Regions from separate parts of the Sus scrofa genome. Here regions 1 and 3 are each linked to region 2. The links are chromatin contacts, called in public HiChIP or PLAC-seq maps. All regions are on one chromosome and are shown on one strand. The core of a region is the stretch at or near the end of the contact, and the rest is flanking DNA. Distances in the headings are between cores, read along the strand shown. Region 1 holds the start of MCF2L2 (probable guanine nucleotide exchange factor MCF2L2). Region 2 holds the start of B3GNT5 (UDP-GlcNAc:betaGal beta-1,3-N-acetylglucosaminyltransferase 5). Region 3 overlaps LOC100624963 (a long non-coding RNA gene).

Evidence for each region. HiChIP or PLAC-seq counts read pairs in DNA pulled down with a chosen protein or histone mark.
Region 1: a contact with region 2 is called in an H3K27ac HiChIP or PLAC-seq map of skeletal muscle. The contact joins the promoter of MCF2L2 here to the promoter of B3GNT5 in region 2. A contact is called at or near these places in 1 of 5 promoter capture datasets (fetal skeletal muscle), 2 of 47 Hi-C or Micro-C datasets (embryonic fibroblasts and fetal heart ventricle) and 2 of 2 datasets of contacts at active chromatin or transcription factors (alveolar macrophages and skeletal muscle).
Region 3: an H3K27ac HiChIP or PLAC-seq map of skeletal muscle shows a contact between it and region 2, with 2.6 times the contacts expected there. The contact joins the enhancer-like site here to the promoter of B3GNT5 in region 2. A contact is called at or near these places in 9 of 47 Hi-C or Micro-C datasets (brain, differentiating spermatogonia, embryonic fibroblasts and 5 more) and 2 of 2 datasets of contacts at active chromatin or transcription factors (alveolar macrophages and skeletal muscle).

What each region holds. Positions count from the first base shown.
Region 1 is chr13:121,375,889-121,379,796 of Sscrofa11.1, forward strand. It overlaps MCF2L2 (probable guanine nucleotide exchange factor MCF2L2), which reads right to left and starts at 2,483. Exons shown (of 27, transcript XM_021069898.1): 1 at 1,883-2,483. The coding sequence starts at 1,958. It also overlaps a transcript of LOC100624963 not described here.
Region 2 is chr13:121,204,929-121,209,226 of Sscrofa11.1, forward strand. B3GNT5 (UDP-GlcNAc:betaGal beta-1,3-N-acetylglucosaminyltransferase 5) reads left to right here and starts at 1,773. Exons shown (of 3, transcript NM_214327.1): 1 at 1,773-1,908. All of the region lies in intron 15 of MCF2L2 (probable guanine nucleotide exchange factor MCF2L2), which reads right to left.
Region 3 is chr13:121,407,844-121,411,926 of Sscrofa11.1, forward strand. All of the region lies in intron 5 of LOC100624963 (a long non-coding RNA gene), which reads left to right. Among named protein-coding and RNA genes, the nearest start is that of MCF2L2, 32 kb to the left of the region's middle. Within about 2 kb of position 1,323, at least 1 of the 83 cell types and tissues checked has an H3K27ac peak or open chromatin away from gene starts, as enhancers often do. A contact at or near this core is called in skeletal muscle, where this site is marked.

The DNA of each region.
Region 1 (3,908 bases), core at 1,233-3,732, 170 kb after region 2:
CATGGAGCTGTCTATGGAATGAAGGAGGGAGTAAGGTGGGCAAGAAAATACCATAGCCTAAGCGCCACAGGCAGTCTGGTGTTAGCCAAAGAATACTGTCTACCAGATCTTCAAGAAGACCCTACATCCAAAAAATAGGAGAGACTTTAATAATCATCCAGGTCTACCTCTCACTTAATAGATGGGAAGCGTCACCCTGAGAGAGGCCCAGGGATCTACCTGAGATCTTTAGTGGCAGAGGGCCCAGGGAGAGGGCCAGTAACACAGTCACAGGTTAGATGACATTTTTACCCACATTATCTTATAAGCAGCCTTTGAGCTGCATGGGGAAGGATTATTAAAATTCTCATATTTCAGACTAAGGTTGAATGATTTGTCCAGGGCAGAATTCAAATTCAGACAGTCATATCCCTGTTCCACTACTTTTCCTGCACCACAATTTCATGCACACACTGGTATTTAGCACAATCATCTCGACATGCAATATATTTCAAACTCAAAATTCTTTTTTATCTCTTGCTGCCTTCAGCAGTATTTCACATTCAGCCTTCCTGGTAGGATTCTACTGACATTCTGTCTTAAGGAAAAATCAGTTCAGTGGCCACATTTGGCACCAGAAACATTTTTTTAAATTGAATCATCAAAACTGAGCTTCCTCCATATAAATCATCTTCACAAAGTAAATCCCCATGTGTGTACATTCAAGATGTATATAGTTATTGCAATAAACACATTGAACCAGGGTGCTCCGAAAGCAATAATGGTTCACTGATCAAAATGATACTAAACATGTAAATACCAAGAAGACAGTTTAACAAATGGGTGGAACACTGAAAACTTCCTGGCCTTGTCAGTGAAAACTGATTTGCATATATAGAAGGGTCTCAAAATGAAGTGAGCAACAGAGAAAATTATCCAGCTAATTCTAGTCATCTATATCCGAAGCATCTAAACCCAAGCATATTTTTTATTTGGGGAGGACCAGGGAAGGGCTGGGGGAAGAAAACATTAAGAATTAACTTGCCACTGTATCAGTGTTCTCCTACTATTATATAGGGCCTGACTTTCCACCACAACCCTTATTTCAGGAGCAAGGCACATATGTTTGCTCCCGTTTTGTAACACATGGAAGAGGATTAAAATTGCTTGATAGGCGGTGGAGGTGCTTGCAGAGGTTTCTCACTGGGGTTAGCCAGGGTCCAGACACCTCCAGGAGGTATTGCTATAGCACAGGCCAAGGTCTTATTTCACTCAGTATGATAATCTCTAGGTCCAGGCAGAGAAAGACAAATTTCATATGATATCACTTACATGTTTAATCTAGTAAAAATGATACAGAATAACTTATTTATAAAACAGAAACTTACAGATTTCAAAACAAATCTTATGGTTACCACAGGTAAAACCTTTGCAGGGGAGGGAGGAATTGAGAGGGTGGAAATAACACATACACACTATTGTACAAATAGATAATTAACAGGAACTTACTAAAGCACAGGAGAATCTACTCAATAGTTTGTAATATCACCACACAACTCCCCACCCCCGTTGCGGTCAGCAGGGTGGGTAACAGGCCCTAATAGCCCAAGAGCCCTCAGTTTAGAACTCAACACAAATGGCAACTCCCTGGTGAAGGCACTTGCCCCACGGCCTGCCTTGGCCCTGCCAGGCGTAAGGGACCCCCGGATCCCAAGCGCAGCGCCCCAGGTATGCCAGCGCCCACCGGGAGCAGCACCTGAGGCAGAGGCCGAGACGCTCGGCATGCGCCCCACGGCCTTCCCAGGACTGCAAGGGGGCCGGGTGGGAGTGGGGGTAGGCCAGGCCCGAGACTGTGCCCCCACCCTCTATTAATAAAATGCAGGATTAAAAAAGCTTCATTTACCGACATGAGTGATCACTGTAGCCAGTCGCCGGGTGAACTCCTGAGGGGCCATTTCTTCTTTTAACCAAAATAGCATTTCAGAAAAAAAAAGGTACAAAGCAACATAAAACTGTTTCTACTGCTGCTGTGGATGATTTTTTTAAGGCATCTCCTCCCTCACACTATTCTTCGCTCTCCTCAGGCACAAAACGAGTCACTTCCAGCCAAGGCCAACTCCCCAGGGCCGCGCGGCTAGAGGACGCCAGTCACGCCCTACAGAGGATTATTTTAAAGGTTAGGTCGAGCAGCTTTCCCAAGGCAACTCCTGGCTTTAAGCCGAAAGTGGCAGTTCTGGAGGTGAGAAGAGTCGCCCCCATCTAGCTGTAACTGCGCATCTGGCTTCCTAGGCCGAGGGGGCGCACGGGTTTTTAGACTTGTGGTCGCGTCTCCCGCGCCGCTTCTCAGACGGTAGGGATGAAGGATGCTCTGTCATCGCGCTGGAGGCGCGCAGAGTCTGCGGGTTCGGAAGGCACAGAAGCTGAGGCGACTGGGGGTCGTCTGCACCGCCCACTCGCAGCTCAGCTGGCCCCAGAGCTTCCCGCCTACGCGCCCACCTTTCCCTGTCCGGGGGCGGTGCCCAAGGCGAAGGGAGAGGCGCGCAAGCGCGCGAGCGCCGCACTTTTTTGGGCAGGGAAGCGGCGCTCTTTCCCGCGAGCGAAGCCTGCGCTCAGGTCCCCAGAACCCGGGCGATTCACGATCTGTCCTCTAGCTGTCGGGGACATAAGATAGCGACTTCGCCGCGCCAGCCAGCAGCACCCGGGTTCTGAATGCCAGAAGCTCGCCTTCCTGGATCGCCCCTCCTCCCCCCGCCAGATATCCGTCGAGAAGCCGAGGCATGAAGGGGGCCAGCTGTGAGTGCTCGGGAAGGAGGGCTGGGTGAGGCCCTGCTGCCGGTCCGGTCCCGACTCCTGGCGGGGCTGGAGGTGGCGAAGTGTTGTTATGGAGGAATGGAAGCGGCTGGAGTTTGTTACCCCCTTTTGTGGGGGGGTCGCATTCAGTTATCAACGTCTTCTGTACACATCCGTACTTGGAGCGGGAAGCGCAGGCTGTGCTTGGACCCTGCTGTGCACAAGTGTGCGTACGGGTGTGTCCACCGTGTGGGCCTTTTCCTTTGTGCAGCTTTTCCCGTGCGCCGATGCTCCGCCTGCAAACGGTCAGGCTCGCCAGTGCTCCCTCCTGGAAAGGCTCTGGGACAGCACCCGCGTGGACCTTCCTCCGCATCAGTCCTTAGAGCGTCTGCTCTAAGCAAATATCCAGTGGTAGACACTGTTCTGGGCTTTCCTTAGGTGATTCCAGATTCTTCCTGACAGGCGGACTAATGGAATTCAGCAGAGCTCCAGGGAAAAGCCTGAGCAAACGCGAATCTGCTCAGCTTGTCCTTCAATCCATTCTACGAGGGGGGGACCCGGTCGCCAGGTTCTGAGCCTATTTCAGAAAACTCAGCTTCCCCTTTTGGCGTGTAAAAAGCCAGACCTCAAACACCCTGTATTCAGTTTCTAGTAAGAGCCACTCACCCCAGGGCTTTGGGGACGTGTTTAAATGCTTTCTGGTAACAATTATGGGCTGAGGTTAAGAGATGGTGTTAGCCCACCTCCGACGTGAGATTTGTGCAGAGGTTTCTCCCTCCCCATGCTATTTGGGCACTTTGCACTCTGCCTGCACAAGTAGAGCAACAATTTTCATAGCAACCTCTTGCAAGAAATTCAGAAAGTCGTTAAAGACCCAAAGGAGTAAGACAGCTTTGGGTTGTGTTTCCATGATATCTGGCTATTCAAGGGCCGTAAGTATTTTTGAGGAACCTAATGAGGTAGTGAGATGGTAGTAAGTTCTCTGGTGCCGTCAGAGCCAATTGTGAGTTGGCCCCTAGAAGCTAGCACATGACTAAGGAGACTGGTAATGTGGGACATTCTGGACTTTGCAGATCCAGTGACCTCTGATTCTTGAATTGAACCCGGTTGTAATGGGTGAGAATCATGGATGGAAAGGA
Region 2 (4,298 bases), core at 523-3,022:
CCTTCTAACTCTTAACATGCAAATTGAATTCCCCCATTCTCTAAAGTTTACCATCTTGATGCTACAGTTTTCCTTTTCCAGCAACTCTCCATAGTCCTCTAGCGCTCTGTGAAACGATTACCTGACAGTGAGGTTGAAAGTTGTTTATAAATCTAATTGTACTGGTTCACAAGCGGCTACTATAGACACGGAGGGCAAGGCAATTCTGTCCTCCTTCCTCGTGACGGTCAAATTAGCATCACTGCTATCAGTTAATTTTATCTCTAACTAATTTCAAAATTTTCACACACTCCCTCCCAATAAAAGAAACTGAGAACTTCATTCTATACCATCAAGTCTATCATTCTCTTCCTCTCCCTCTGAGGTGGAAAGGGAGCCAGCCTGCCACAGGCATCCTCCCAGATGGGCAGAGGAGCTGTTCCCATGTAGTACGCAGGCACCAGGACAGGCATTCTGGGCCACTCTGCTCCTCTCCATCTCCCATCCACACCCTCTCCCCACCTCCCACCAAAAGCCCCACATCCTATCACCAATATCCTGACCTCCTTCTAATCCTTTGCCTGTGTTGTCTATCTCCATATAAGCTGATGTGACTATATGATTTTTATATGTATTTATCAATGTTTGAGTCAGTTTGTATTTTTGGTGGGTACAGTCCGATGTGTTCGAGCATGTGGAATATACATGTGCTGACACCTGCACCCATGTGGGCCTAGTTTCAAGCGACCTGACACGAATATAATGATAATGAACATTTGTACATAAATACAGAATACACATATGATACCTAGGGGTTATGTCTATGGGCTTAGCATCAGGATTTTATTTTGCATAAAGGGAGTGATCTGCACTGCACTAACAATGAATCAGCTTTTTAAAGGTCACTATCAGTGACTCCCTTACAAATCACATTACATAAATACTTCTGTGATTGGACATGCCATTTGGCACTACAGTCTCTGAGTTGATAAAGGCAGCACCAAGCCATGCTCTCTACAGGTAATATATGAAAGGAAATAACTGCATAATTGAAAATATTTTAAGGAGCTTAAAGAAACTACTTTTAAAACTTCTTAAAAATCTGGTTTGAAATAACAAGTACAATGTTATGTTTACACTTTCAAATTGACTCAGTAATCTACTTTTAAGTCATTACCTGTCATCTTCCTTTCACAGTCACAAATCCAAAACTTTTATTTTACTGAAATATGGGTTAATCTTTTATTTTCTGTCATGTTCTCAAATACATACAATTACAAAGCTGTTCAAAATATCACCTCTGTTAAATGATAATGTTTGTTCTACAGGAGGACGCTAGAACAATATTTGGGGAACAAGAAACCAGACCCATAAAGGATTTATTTATAATCTCTTCCCTTTAGTGGAAATTCATATTCTCCTGATTTGGTCTAATTACATGCATTAGTATTTTGAATTGGGAAAAAACGGCTCAAAGAGGACACATACAGATCCTGGCTCACAGCTGATGATCTGAGTAAAATGATCTCAATTAACTGAAGAGATGGGGAGAAGCATTTCCTGGAGTTCCTATGCACGGACAACAGACTGGGGTGGGGCTCACTGCCTTCACCAACACACTGGGGTGGTGTTGAAGGGACAGGCCAGTCTGGGTTTTGCAGTGACGCCAAGAAGGTGCAGGAAATGCTGCACACCGCACACCAGCCCAGCCGCGCCCCCGCCCTCCGCCCGGAACCCCTGATTGGGTCCGCCAAGACCTGCCCGTTCCAGCCAGTTCCTCGCTGGGGAAGCGAGCGCAGCGCTGGCCGTCCAGCCCCGGCTCACGATTTAAAACGGGCAAGTTTTGTTCCTGAAATCAATGACTCGCTCCGCTGCCGGAAGGAGAGCCGACCTCCGTTTTGGGAGTTTAAGGAGCTGATGTTGGTCTTGGTGAGTTCTGCTTTAAGCTCCGTTTGAAATTGAGCTGGGCTTGAAAGTGAACTCATTGCGGGGAGGGGGGAGTCTCTCCCCAACCGCCCCACTGATTTCTTAAAACCAACCGCCGTCGTGAAGCTCTAGTTTGCTGTATGTTAGCTCCCTTCTTTTGTTACCGAGGCCCCCAGAAGCCTGAGGCATAAGTGGTGTTACAAGAGATCTTTTAAAGACTAGCCTGCCCTTAGAATTCTTGCTCCTAAAAGGAAAATAAGGTGCTCGAAGTACAACTCAGAACTTACATTTCCTAGAAGAGTAAACTGATGCGTGTTCTGAACAAATGGATCAGTTGTCTAACAAATACTATCTCCTAATGAAAAGTGTATGGAGACCAGTTGTTTCATATGGAATTCATATATGTGATCAACTGCACTATTTTAAAAAATGCTTTGCAGCCCACCGCATCCTAGCAGGGGCCCAGGTCCCTAGTGAGTGGAAATGTGGTCTTCTCTTCCGGATCGCTAAATGGGGGAAGTTCTAGCCCGCTCAGCGGGAATAAATCTCAACTGGTTTGTTCTCCGTGCGGGCAGACAGGCTCCCCCAGTCCGCAGTGAAGGCTCCGGGCCGCCCGGCCTCCGCCCCGCCCCTGCCTGGCCCGGCTGCCTCGCAGCGTCTCCCCGCAGGAGCAAATCCCGGGCCACGGGAAAGGAGAGTCGGAGTCTGTTCTGCTTCCTCTGGGCCAGGCGAGGTCTCTAGGGCCGAGGGGGTAAGAATTGTGAGGAGGTGAAGGCACGCGCATTCGCACGGTGGCTGGAGGACTTCAGGTCTGAATACACACTGGGGCCGGGGAGCCGCCGCTGGAGCAGAGCTGGCTGCTGCCCCGGCCTGGGGCGCGCGCGGCCGGGCGTCGGGAAGCGGAGGCAGCCCTACCCGCCGTAGGGTAGGCTGCCCGCCGCCCGGGAGCGCGGCGGCGAAGGAGGCGCGTTCCCTGTCCGGAGCCCCTTTGTTCGCTCCGGCCTGTTGGCGGGCGCCCGGCGACCGTGGCTCCCGGTCGAGAAGCAGCCCAGGTGCAGCAGGTAGGCTGGGAGACCCGGAGCTCTGGTGGGGGTGAATTTTCCCAGGGCCGGGAGGGATCCCCTTCTCTAGGGAGCTCCCGCCAGGCTGCCGCTGCGCCGCGCTGCTAAAACCAGCCGGAGCGCGGGAGCCGGGAGGCGAAAGCCGCGCCCTGCGGGCCTCGGTTTCCGGCCAGGGTCTCCTAACCTTGCTGCCACCCCTAGGCTGCAGGGGTGAATTTGGTTGAAAGGCCGAGTCTGAAGGTTGAAGCTAGGAAACTGCCAGACTGGGGAAGCTTTCGGTGAGTTACTGGTCAGGGAGAAAGAGACAAGGAAGTGGGCAGGCGGAGAAACTGGGAAATTAGACCTCTTTGTAGGAGGGTAAGTATTTGCCACTCTTTCCTTTGACTCTGTTGAATTCTATTTTGCTTCCTGAAGTGACAGAGTCATTGCTTACTCAGATACCAATTACGTAGGTCCAAAGTAGCACCTTTTCATCCAACCCTTGACTATGCACCCTATATTTTTCTTTCCCACTGTTGGTCTTCATAGGTTATGGGTCATGTTAAAGGGACACCATCGTTGTAACCGCTCAGTGCCTGGTGGTGTCTTGGAGCTCATATTTAGGGTAATTCTCTGATGAAAGTACATCCATTAGAATTGGATTTGTTCCTCTGTGCCTTTATTTTGGGAAACTTTGCCTGGTCCCAATGGGGGAAGGGAGAACGATGTGAAAAGCTGAAACTGACCCAGAAAAGGACGATGGAAGGTCCTTTTAAGGACCTATTAAGTAGTGGCGCTGAAAAGATCCCATCCTGAACTTCTGATCTGAAAGGGGGATTGGTGATAAGCACCGGAGGTCTCATGTGAAACTTATGGTAGATTTTATATCTTGTCATGGGGGAGGGGAAGCTGCCTCTTTAAAGCAAGATAAATTCAATACCTGAAATGTTTCCATTAAATACTTAAATGATCCTCCCCTCCAGTTCCTTCTCTCTCTCTCTCTCTCTCTCTCTCTCTCACTCTCTCACTCCTTCTCCCACAGGCACTCTCCATGAGAGTTTATTGGGTACCCTCTGAGAAGTGGCTCAGTCTTACTAGTCTCAGCCCTCTGGGGCTTCAACCATGACACCTGAAGATGGGAAAGAGTGTTATGACAGGGAAAGTTCAAGCAGAAGCTCAGAGAGTCTGTTTCTGAGAAAATGAGAAATGAAGGATGATTAGGAGGCACAGATGATATTGCATATAAATGCTGTGACCACACACACCCTCAGAAGATGGAGAAGAATTTTCAAAATAAAGTGCAGGCTCTAGAAAGGAAAAACGTCATCTTATATTTAAAATAGATATCAAATT
Region 3 (4,083 bases), core at 73-2,572, 200 kb after region 2:
CCCAGAATTTATTGCAAAACTTGTAATTTCAAATTTGTAGATTTCTCTCAGGATACCCATTGTAGTAGCTGGTGCTGCTTCCTGTGCAACAGTATTTGCTTATGTTATCCACCTGAGAAGGAAGGTAACAACCTGAAGTTTGAATTTACAACCCACATTTGATGTGTAGAAAATTATGTGTTTTCTCAGTTGTTATTTTTATTATTTATTTTTGTACTTTTGTACTTTTTAGGACCGCACCCACAGCACATGGAGGTTCCCAGGCCAGGGGTTGAATCAGAGCTATAGCCACTGGCCTACATCACAGCCACAGCAATGCCAGATCCAAGCCATGTCTGTGACCTACACTACAGCTCATGGCAATGCCGGATCCCTAACCCACTGAGGAGGCCAGGGATTGAACCTGTGTCCTCATGGAAATTAGATTCATTTCCAATGAGCCACAATGGGAACTCCTGTTATCATTTATTAATTCAAATTTGAGAGGTTGCAATTTGTCTGTCTCCTCCACAAAAGACAAAAATCTACTCAGTAGCTATCTTCCCATGTTTTGTGACTGTGACATAAGCTTTTGAACTTGAGCTCACACTGTAGGCAAAGGTTAGAGACTGTTTAGAGTTATCCTCCCACAAAGAAGATACTTAGAGAGTTAGTTCTCGATTCAGCCTGAGTCCAAGGACTAACTTAACATGGACATGGAACAGAGGGAAACTTGGGTTACGATACTATTTCTCACTGTTGCCACTTGAGACCTATTGAGTGTGTTCAGCAACAAAATCCACACCTACATAAACTATTACCTTTCTTCACAAGTTACACATAGGGATAGATTTCTGTTCACTGACACGGAAAAACAAAGGCAGCAGAATGCCACATGAACAAATTGGCAAAGACAAGCCCTGAATCTTTACTGTGGAAACTGGTGGCACAGGGATTGTAGAGCATTATTCTATTTTATAGGACTTGGGTCTTCATGCTCTGTCCTATCATTGCTGCTATAAAAGGACTGCTATGTTTCACATCCCTGGAGATAGGTTTTCTGTCACTTAGAGAGCTGTGCTGCAGAGTCAGAAATTGGCTCCCCTTTCATCCTTGACTCATCAGTTTCCCTAATGCCTCTGGCCTTAGAGCCAGGAGCCTGGACTTGACATCTTACCCAGGAGTTCAACCTCAGTCAAGTCACTTAACTAGTCTGAATCCTAATTTCATTGGTTTGCTGGCAAATATTTTAAAACTGGCTCTCAAGGGGTGGAGGGGGAGGGGTGCTGACTTACAGTTTTTGCTGATTTCCTTGCTGTAAATACTCCCACTGTGGCCAGTTTCAAGCTGCCAAGGTGAAGTCACTTAATGGAAGTGTAGCTGGGAAGAAATGTGCAGCAGCTCTCCTGAGCAGGTCCTGATTGTTACCAACCGGGGTCCCTGGACTCTTTAATCAATATAAATTGATAAGAGGCCAGATGAGGAATTCAGGGAAGGCTTTAGTGGGACTACTGCAGCAGGAGGGAGTAAAAACAAATAATATTTGCCTGTGCTCTATCCCCGATGTGGCGGTGAGCTGGTTGCTTCAATGAGGTGAGGGTAGGGGTGGGTCAGTGGGTTGGGCCAGAGGGGTGGCTTAGGTGGTCTGCCTCCCCCTTGGTGGTGCTGTGTGCAGGGATCATGGGGTCTGCTTTTGATCCTGGCACCTCAGAAGTGGCAGTTGGTTTTTGGCCTTTTCTTATTATTGTTCATAATTTGCCTGAACTGTGCATGCATGCAGTTATTTCCCATATAGTTTCTTGGTATTGTGTTGCTGGAGGAGACATTTCTCCAGGTGCAAGCTCTCCAGTAAAGAGTCCCAGGTCCCAGGTCCCAGGTCCCACCTGTCTCATAATGGCTCCAACACAACACTGTGTCTTCCTCAGTCAAGTGGGAACAACTTTTACTACACATTCCACCTCAGAATTGTTATTTCTGACTTAATTCAATCACTCATTCTTTTAATAAGCACTTGTTTATTGGGACTTTACCTGGGTTTATAGGCACTCTGCTGAATACAAGGGGATGAAAGGAAGCGCTGTCAGGAGTTCTGCGGCTCAAATAAAATAATGCACATTAACAACAACAAAAAAATCCCCACGTTTTTAATCTGTAAAATGCTATACACACAAATGCAGGGATTGTTAACTTGAATTAGGTTTAATAAGTTAGGTTTACAAAGGACCTCAGATCTTCTGTCCAAAAGGTCTTGTGTATGGAGACCTATTTTGTCCTATTTAGTATAATGAAATGTTGAAGATCACATATCTAGAACAATTTCAATAATTATTTATTTGTACTCCACCTACTTCCAAAAAGTATTTGAAATAGTTTTTGTGTTAAAAAAAATTCGGAATATAAAACAAATCCAATGATCACAGAGATAGAAACTAAGAAGAGGAAGAAACAGATGAAGTCTAGCCCCTGAGAAAAATTCTCAAGTGTTAACCTCCTAAGAACCAGGGGAGTGTTTATATTCATCAGATTGTTAAAATAACACTTAAAAAAAGTTGGTTTCAACATGGTCCTTGTATGGGTTTATGGTGTTTTATGTTGTTACCATATATAGTTCTGGGAATTTATTAAGCAATTATGGAACACCTAAGCAAAGCAGAAGAAGGATGGAAAACTAAGAACATGTTTTCCAAATTCTAAACCCTCAGGACTTATTCGGTGCTGAATGAAACAGGCCCCGGGGACTGTTCTCTGCCCTGTTGGCCGCATCAGTCTCCAGTACCTTTCCCTGGGCTCCTGCATCAAGTCTCACCTAAACCTGGCACCACAACCATCTCTGGCATCCAGGCTCCCCCTGCCTCCCGCCTCCCCACCCAGACCCTGCCCCAGCAGCCCTGCTCCCCCAAGGCCCCTTGTGTAACAGGACTCCTGGCCCCTGCTCATGTCTTCTTCTTCCTGGAACACCCTCCTGTTTTCCTGCAAGTCCTCACCTCTCACAGAGAACAGTTCAGATCTCACCTCCTCCAAGACCTCTCCAGTCCACACTGATTCTTCCCCTTGCCGTCCTATTGTGCCTGCAGTCACACATTAACTGCTCAGTTAATTGAGGCTGTAAATGAACAGAAAGTCTTGTGACCATTGCTTCTTGTGAAAAATCAAAAGTAAGGTGCAACTAGATCAAAGATCACACTATAAATTTTTTTTATAAACAGATTTATAGAATAAAGATGATGTAATCCCCACAATTAGATGTGCCGAAAGGCTCTGGTCTGTGAAGAAACCAAGGCTCAGGGCAATTAGCGTATTGCCAACATTCTGCCCTCAGAAGAAATTACCCCTCTCAGCTCTGCATCAGCAGGCCCAGCCTCAGCTGTACGGGGTGTGGAGGACTGGCCCTCTCAGGCCTTGGTTTTCTCGAGGACACTAAAGTGAGGACAGTGGAGCCTCCTCCCCAGGATTGCCGTGAGGAGCAGGGAGTAACTCCGTAGAGGGCTCACTCAGGGCGGACCCCCAGGAAGCTCCTTCCAGAAGGTAACCTGCAGCTGTTGTACGCCCGGAGATGCCACACCAGCTGGCAATGCAGATGGTGATCCTCGGCTTCCCTCCCTGAGTGGCACCTGTGAGCATGTTTTGGTACAGCGTTCACTTAGGGCCTTGTGTACCTCTGACAGCCCCATCTTTACGGTCACCTGAACATTAGAAGGCTGGGGCTTTCCCAGAGATGCAGCGTTTGATGCAATCGCTACGTCAGAACCTTAGTGAGGGGTGTGGTGCACAGTGATTAGGAACAGACTGTCGGGTTTTTTGCATTGGGTAGGATCATGGGATCCCGATGGGAGGGAGGTGTCTAAGACTAAAACAGAAATAATGATCGAATACACCCTTAAAAAATTATAAGACAAGGAGTTCCCATTGTGGCTCAGCAGATTAAGAACCTGACACTGTCTCTGGAGGATGCAGGTTCAATCTCTGGCCTCGCTCAGTGGGTTAAGGATCCCATGTTGCTGCAAACTGCAACGTAGGCCAGCAGCTGCCGCTCTGATTCCACCCCTCGCTCCCAGGAACTTCCATATGTGGCTGTAAAAAAATAAAGAAGAGGAGTTCCCGTCG